Regions from separate parts of the Rattus norvegicus genome. Here region 1 is linked to region 2. A link is a contact called in public Hi-C data. All regions are on one chromosome and are shown on one strand. Each heading gives the region's core, a stretch centred on a gene start, on an enhancer-like site or on the middle of the called end of the contact. The rest is flanking DNA. Distances are from core to core; before and after follow the strand shown. Region 1 holds the start of Thy1 (Thy-1 cell surface antigen). Region 2 has its middle 51 kb from the start of Thy1.

Region 1 (3,623 bases), core at 867-3,366, 50 kb after region 2:
GCCCCAAGCTGTGGGAAGAGAAAGTGTCAAACTAAAGCAATAGTTATCTGATAAGAAAGATCCCTAAACATGACTCAGAAGCCACTAACCCGGAAGGAACACACAGCAGTTCAGGGACAGGAGAATACAGCATGTGTGGAGTGAGAAAAACAAGAGGCTGAGTGAATGAGGAAGAACAGTGTGGGTGAGCGGCTGAGGCCAGGGCACGGGGAATCCTCGGAAATCCCCCTATGAATTTTTAAGAGCCCACCCAGGAAAGCTGGGTGAAGGGGGTGGTTTTCAGGGTCCCTGTTCCTTAGCACCCAAGCCCTGGGGAATTTTACATATATACCCCAGGAGTTCAGTGGTTTACCAGAAAAAAATAACCCTGACTCCTGTTAGAATACCCCAATATCTCCAACACTGAAGAACCACCTTGCTCCCCAAGGGTGGGGACTGAAATTGCATCTGCAGGCTCAGGGATGGCTTCAACAGTGCCATTACTGTATTGAAAGCTTCAGTGACTGTGCCAGGGCCAACGTCTATGAAGAACTAGGAGAACAAGCAGGCAGACGGCTGAGAGGCAGAGCCAGGCCACAAGACTCCCCAACCAGAATTCAGAGCCCGGGAATCAAACTAGCCTTTTAGAATTTTAGAAACCATAAATACAGGGACCAGCAGGAAGGTTCAGTGGGTAAAGGTGCTTGCCAGCAAGCCTGACGGCCAAGGTTCAGTCCCCACAAACTACATGGTAGAAGGAAGGAGCCACTTGACTCTGGAAATCTATCCTCTGTCTTCCAAACATGTACGCACACAGACACATACACAGACACACACACTATAAACAATTTTAGATTTCATTTAAAAATAATATGTAAACAAATCATTACCACAGGTTTTAGAAAGAGCCTCTTGGTGACACCAAGTTGATGGTATAGATGGGGTGTCCCTGAGGACTAGAAACTGGATCTCGGTCTTTCTGGTTAGTCATATAACCCCATTGTGAGAGTCTCTTTTCTCTTCCACTAGCTGAGGGGCGGAGTGGCTCAACACTGGACACTTGAGTTCCAAAGTCCTACAATTGGTCAGCCTGGCTACTCGCCAGCCATGAAGTAACAAGAAGTGGGTCGGATGAGTCTGTTGGGATGAGAGTGGGGTTAGTAAGTGACCAAGGATGCAATGACCCCGGCAATGGTGGATAGAAAGCATGTCTCCTTTCCTTGTCTAAAGACCAAATGGGAGAGTACTCACGGAAGTGAGAGCATTCTAGCTGGTTGGACCAGAAAGTGCAAGTTCAGCTAGCAGGGGTGGTACATACTTTTAACTCCAGTACTCCGGAGGCAGGGGCAGGTGGATCTCTGTGAGTTCAAAGGCAGCCTGCTCTGTGGAGAGAGTTTTGGGACAGCCAGGGTTACACAGAAAAACCCTGTCTGGAAAATCCGAAGGAAGGAAGGAAGGAAGGAAGGAAGGAAGGAAGGAAGGAAGGAAGGAAGGAAGGAAGGAAGGAAGGAAGGACTTCAAGATCTGCAGTCATAAGCAGAAAAAGCAATGTTTCCCCCGCAGAGCTAAGTGTTTTGAGGACTTGGAGGTGGGCATGTCGGGAAGCAGAGACAGACCAGGAAGGTGCGCACCCCTTGCCTTGCCTCCGAAGGGCTGCTCTAGTATAGAAAACAACCAGTCCATTTCCTTTGCTCAAAAACCAGGCTCCAAAGCCAAAACTTGTCACTGGAGGCTCAAGAGCAGGTCTCCAGCCTAGAAGCAAAGGGAGGGGGAAGCTTGCCGGCCTCCCCACAGCATTCTTTACCCTCCAGTTGGTTATCCAGGCTTCTAAAGGTTCTAGCAAAGAGAGAGTTACAACCTTAAAAGAAGAGCATCCCGGGGTATGAGAAGGAGGCTGCCCCACCCCAATCCCCAGAGTCCCTAACGGTCTTTTCCCTGAGCAAGCCAGCCCAACCACAGGGCTCAGAAGTGCCTCTTTGGTAGCAGCAAGTCACTTCGGACTCTCCAATGGAACACCTCCAGTCAGCCCTCACCGACCACCCCACCCCCTCCATCTTTTTCCTTAGCCTCCGATTGGCTGAATCTAGAGTCCCTCCCTGCTCCCCCCCTCTCTCCCCACCCCTGGTGAAAACTGCGGGCTTCGCGCTGGGTGCAGCAACCAGAGGCGTTGGTGCACCAAGAGGAGGCTGCAAGCTAGGGGAGCCCAGGTGAGAGCTGGAGCCAGGGGGGGACCCGCGCAAGCAGGGACAGCCGCAAGGCGAGGATGCAAGCCTTCCCCAGCGACAGCTTTGGGAAAGGATACCAGGGCGCTCCTGTATGGGGACACGGGTACTGGGGAACAGACCTGCTCCCAGGCTGGGGCTGGAGTGGGAGGCTGTGCAGGGTCACGGGCTTTTTCCTGCTGATGGGCGCTTTCTAAGAGTGGGTGTTGGAGGAGAACCGTGATGAAGGACATCGAGGACAGCCTTTGGTTCTGCTTTCCACCCAGAGGTCCCCAAGCTCAGATCGCCTTAGTGGTGAGAATAGAGGGAGGAGGTGGGTGGCAGGCTGGAGGGAGTCTCCGCCGGGTGACCTCGTGGCTGGCTGGGTGCGGGGCACCGCAGGTAAGGAAACCGCAATGTTGCGGGAGGGGACTGGGTGGCAGGCGCGGAGGAGGGGAAAGCTAGAAAGGATGCGAGCGAGCGGGGGTGGGGGAGGAGAACCTCAACTGGTAGGGAAAATTAAAATGCGGAAATAGCATCAGGGTGGGGTCAGCCAGGCGGCCCTCAGAAAAGGGGCGCAAAGTTTGGCTAGATGTGGGCTTAGGTGGGCTGGGTATAAGATAGGAGCGCCAGAAACAAACTGAGCCTCTGCCAGACGTCGACCCCTCCATCTAGTTCTGCCAGGCTTTTGCAGCCCCAGCCCCATATCTCTCCTCTAGTGTTCCCTCTTCCCTCCCCTGAATCCCAAATCCGCACTCCCTCCTCCATAACCCAGTGTTATCAGATCCAAGCCCTAAGCTGCCCGGCAACCCTCAGGAGGTGGAAGCAGACGGATCAACTTGGGCTACCTCACGAGTTCCAAGCTCACCAGGGCTTCTTAAGGAGACCTTGTCTCTAAAATAAATAAATAAATAAATAAATAAATAAATAAATAAATAAATAGTCCCTTTTCTCTGCCCTAGTGCCTTGGGATCCGGCTCCTGGCCGCAGCTCCTCCCCTGGCTGAAATGACATTCGCTGTCATAACCCATCCTGGGGACCCTAGTCTCTTTCCCCATGGACCTTGAACTTCGAGAATAGCAGAATGGCCCACCCTGCGCAATGGCTGTTTCTAACCTAGGTGGAGCTCGAGAACTCTAGCAGACTGTGCCTGTCTTGGGCAAGGACAGGCTAGACTACCTGCCAATGTGTTGAGCTGGGGCACTGCAGGGAAGGCAGAAAACCTGTGCAGGGCAGCTATGAACACTAGACCGGAAAACTGCAGCCCTAGGAACACTTCAGAGCTGGCCATATGCAAGCATCTCTGGCTTATGTGCAGTCAGAGGGCTGTGGCTTCTCACTCGTGTCCTGTGTCCTGTACAGGCCTCTGTGGCACTTGCCTGATCCCATCCCTAACCATTAAGCTTTCTGGATCACTTATCACTTGGCGCATAGTTACTGGGT
Region 2 (4,062 bases), core at 1,513-4,012:
TTGCCTTGATTTCCCTTTCAAAGCCCAACCTCCAAGTACAGCCAAGTGCTGGTTGGTATAGCAGGGGCTGGTAGAGCATTTGTGGAGAGAACACAATGCAGTTCATTAAGGACCCCAGGCAGGCACTGCCATTACCATTGCTCAGCCTTGGGGAAGCAGGGAAACTTCACCCAATGTGTTCAAAGCGCATGCTTTCCTAGCCACACAAAGCCAGCACACCACAGCTGTGACCATCTAAGGCCACCCTGACTACTGCTGCCACCAAGGAAGTAAGCGGAATGGAAGCCATTTCTCCGGACCACTGGCCCAAGGGGAAGCATCACAGTCCCCCGCCCCCCACCCCGCCCACTGGCTCTGCACCCCATCCAATCCTGCCATCCAGCAGGAGTGTGTCCTATGCCCCTGATGGGGAGATGTGCCTGAGCATGGCCTTGGCTTCCTTGTAACTTACTCACTGTACCAAAGACAGATTTGGGGGGAAGGGGAATCTCACTGCTGACTTCTCACTGTAGGGATGTGTGAAAGGAAGAACACAAAGTCAGAGAGAGGGGGGATGACATGGTACAGAGCATCAAGGGGGGACTTTGGGGTGTCGAAGATTCTGGAAATTTCCCCGAAAACAGGGAATGCGATGTGGGGTTTTCACAGGCTGAGTGTAATCAGACAAGCTCCTCGGTGGAGTCAGGATAGGGTGGGGAGCACCAAGGACAGGGCAGAGGGCCTGCACCAGGGGAAGTGTCCAGGTGAAGAGTTGGGGGTGAGACAAGATAGGGACAATGGGGGAGACAGTGAGGCCCCAAGGAGGGAAATACATCCACAGCACAGGGTGACTGAAGGCATGAGACAGGGAGGAAGACTGGGGTGTAGAACCGTGCCGGGAAATTTGGTGAGGCAGAGCAGGTGGAGAGCCGGTGACTCCCAGCTCCCTGACAGATTCCTGGTCTGGAACATGTGCCATGCTCCTCACATGAAAGAAATGTGTCCTGTGGTCAGGGAGTTCCAAAACAGAGTACTCCATGCTTATGAGGTACCTAGAGACCTGGCAGACTTAGCCAATAAGCTTTCCTTCCCAGACACCCCTCCCTGCAAAAGGCCCCAGCCTGAGAAGTGGAGTACGGTTTTACACATCCATTTTCCACCGTGACAATAAACTGTTTGGAACCACGGACTGTCTCTTTTCATCAAGATCCTCTGTGGGGAAGCCATGAAGAAGGCCTTCACCTACAGAGCTGCAGCCTAATCTCCCTCTCCCAGCCACACTGCCACCAAGCCAAGGAAAATCTCCCACTCCTACCTCCACCCCACCCCACCCCCCGTCCCTAGATCTAGCTAGATGCTGTCTCCACTCCACAGCCCCAACTCCATTCTCAGCTCTTTGGTGACTCCTAGCAGCACCTGAATGTCCAAGAGTCTGAGAGCCCCATGCCCCGGCCTTGTCACAGGCCTGGGGACTGAGCGGCTCCTGCTTTCCCACATCACAGACTAAGTTTTCCCACCCCCATGGAGCAGTGTCTTGGTGCTTCCCTACAGCCCAGCACCCGCCCCAGTGGCTGTGTGGAATAAGTGCAGTTGAACTCCCTGAGTTCTGCCTCCCCGAGTGACTGTGACCAGTGGCAGAGCAGAAACCGTGGGCCAACAACATACCCAGGGTGATTCCTTGGAGAGGGAGGGAGAAAAACCAGGAACCTTGGTTGGATACCTGAGTTCAGAGCCCTGTGAGCTGTCCTGGGGGCATGTCAGGCAGGCAGGAGATCCATGGGCCTAAAGGCCTCAGAGATTCTTTACTGAGGCTCTCACTCAACACAACCCCAGTCCTGGGACAGGGAGGATACCTCAAAGTGGCAGGGTGGGCAGCCAAAGATACACAGAGAAACTCTGTCTCAAAAACCAAAAACAAAATAATATAAAACAAGAATGAGATAAAACAATGGGCCTGAGACATGACTCGGTGGTTACGGGAAAGTATTGCTCTTCCGAAAGACTTGAATTCTGTTCCCAGAACTCGTGTCAGACAGCTCACAGCTGCCTGTAACACCAGCTCCACATGGACACACTCTAACACAGACACAGCATACATGTAATTGACAAAATAAACTCTGTGTGTGCCTATATGTGGAGAGAGAGAGAGAGATAGACAGATAGACAGATAGATTTCCACTAAGATACAAGAATAGGGATCTTGTCCTAACAGAGGTTCTCAAAAATGTTTTTCTTTGTGTATGTGTGTGTGTGTGTGTCTGTCTGTCTGTCTGTCTGTCTGTCTGTCTGTCTGTGTGTATGAACTTCTGTGAGCATATGTAAGGAGAATGTAACCTGGAGTTCAGACTGCCCCCCACCCCACCCTCCACCAGTACACCCCACTCTCCACCCCTGCCCCCAGAGCAGGACTCTGACTTGCTTCCTAGACAGGGTGTCCCTGCTCCCTGACCTTCCCCACCCAGCAGGAGCCCTCAAAGGCTATTGCCTCTGAGCCTTCTGCACACTCCAGGATGAAAACCAAGAGGCCTGCATCCCAATCCACCAGGTTTTCCAGGAAAATCCTCCCTCTTTCTTTCCAGCCTGACCACACTGTCCCCAAGATACAGCCTGCGGCCATTCCGTCACAAGAGACTCTCTTCCCCTCCTTCAAAGCTTGCACAGTGCTGCTGGGATTGTACCAGCTGACTTATATGTGGCGAGGGAACTGGATTCCATCAGGAAGTCAGAGATGCGTGTCTCTCCAAGGAGGAGGGCATGAGAGCAGGCTCTAGCAGTGGGAAAAAGGAAGAGGGGCCCCTTGGAGAGTTCACTGCTCCAGGATGTGGTTTGAATTCCATTCTCCTCTCCCAGCCACTCCCTCTGCACCATTTATTAAGGGAACCAAATCAAAAACACAAGATGTAATTGCACGATGGACTCAGGCTCCAGAGATTGGGGGTGGGGGAAGAGGCAGATGGACCACAAACCCGGGAAGAAAGCAGAGTCAGCACCCATGTTAAACGGCCCACTCCTGTGAGCTCAAGGAAGGCTGTCTGATGAGCGTCACTTCAAGACACACACATACACTGCCCCAGAGTGCAGGCCCTGTGGGAGGGACAGGATATGCCCCCACCCCCTTCGTGTCCCCCTTCATCGATGCAAGCATGTCCTCAACTGCTCAGCCCTCTCTGTAATGCAGCCCCTCTCCTTCTAACCAAAGGTCTTCCTCACGGCCTCCTTCCCTCCTTTTCCCTCCTTGTCCTAATCTAGAGCACTCCCCTCCGTGTGTGTTTCCCTCACTCAGCATCAGAACCCTCCAGCTTCCCGCTTTGCACCCCTGGACCACATGAAACCTGTGGCCCCTGCCTGCTCCTTCTTCCAGGCATGGAAGTTTCTCTCAAGCCAGAGCTCGCTCCCTTCCACCGTTCCCTTGGCCTTGAGTCCTCTCAACGGCTTGCCCAGTGCTCTCTAAACCCTTCCGTTCCCTACTGCAGTATGAAGGGCACCTTGGCCTTCTGCAGTCTAGCCCACTGGTGTCTCACCGTCCGCAGCATGGCCATACCCTCTGCCTATCCCTGAAGTGGCTGGAGCTCTTCTACTCCTCCACACCCCTTTCCTAACTTCCCTCCAGATTCTCTCCCCGGTCAGCCTCTCAATGCGATGTTTTTCAGAGTTTGACCTGGAACCCCCTTTATTCCAAATTACTACGATCTCCATGGGGCGGCCTGGAATCTGCCACCCATGTAAGGAGGGAGGCTGTCCAGGTTTTCATTTGCTGATATTTGTCTGATGTGCCAGTCTTACCCATAGGCACTCCAATCGTCCATACACCCTCTTCCCACACCCCTGCAATCCTCCAGATGTGAAAAGTTGCCACACACCAGCTCCAGCCCACAGCCTTGCCCCTCAGCATTACCCACCAGCTGCCAATCACAAACCAGAGGAACAAAGGGCATTATTTTATTGAGTCATTAGGCTCCCAGCACGGGGCCAACAGCTTGCTTGTATGCCTTCTTGTTTCCAATGACCTTGTGTACTAGATACACAGCTCACCTATTTTACTCTTTGCTTAAGGTAGCCCAGGCTGACTTTGAACACCCAATC

The links. Hi-C and Micro-C count contacts between places; a contact is called where the count stands out from the background.
Region 1: a Hi-C map of the A7r5 cell line shows a contact between it and region 2, with 3 times the contacts expected there. The contact joins the promoter of Thy1 here to the enhancer-like site in region 2. A contact is called at or near these places in 5 of 12 Hi-C or Micro-C datasets (the A7r5 cell line, the Rat2 cell line, Schwann cells and 2 more).

Annotation. Positions count from the first base shown.
Region 1 is chr8:53,284,280-53,287,902 of GRCr8, forward strand. Thy1 (Thy-1 cell surface antigen) reads left to right here and starts at 2,117. Exons shown (of 4, transcript NM_012673.2): 1 at 2,117-2,186.
Region 2 is chr8:53,233,564-53,237,625 of GRCr8, forward strand. No RefSeq gene overlaps it. Among named protein-coding and RNA genes, the nearest start is that of Thy1, 51 kb to the right of the region's middle. Within about 2 kb of position 2,763, at least 8 of the 93 cell types and tissues checked have an H3K27ac peak or open chromatin away from gene starts, as enhancers often do. A contact at or near this core is called in the A7r5 cell line, where this site is marked.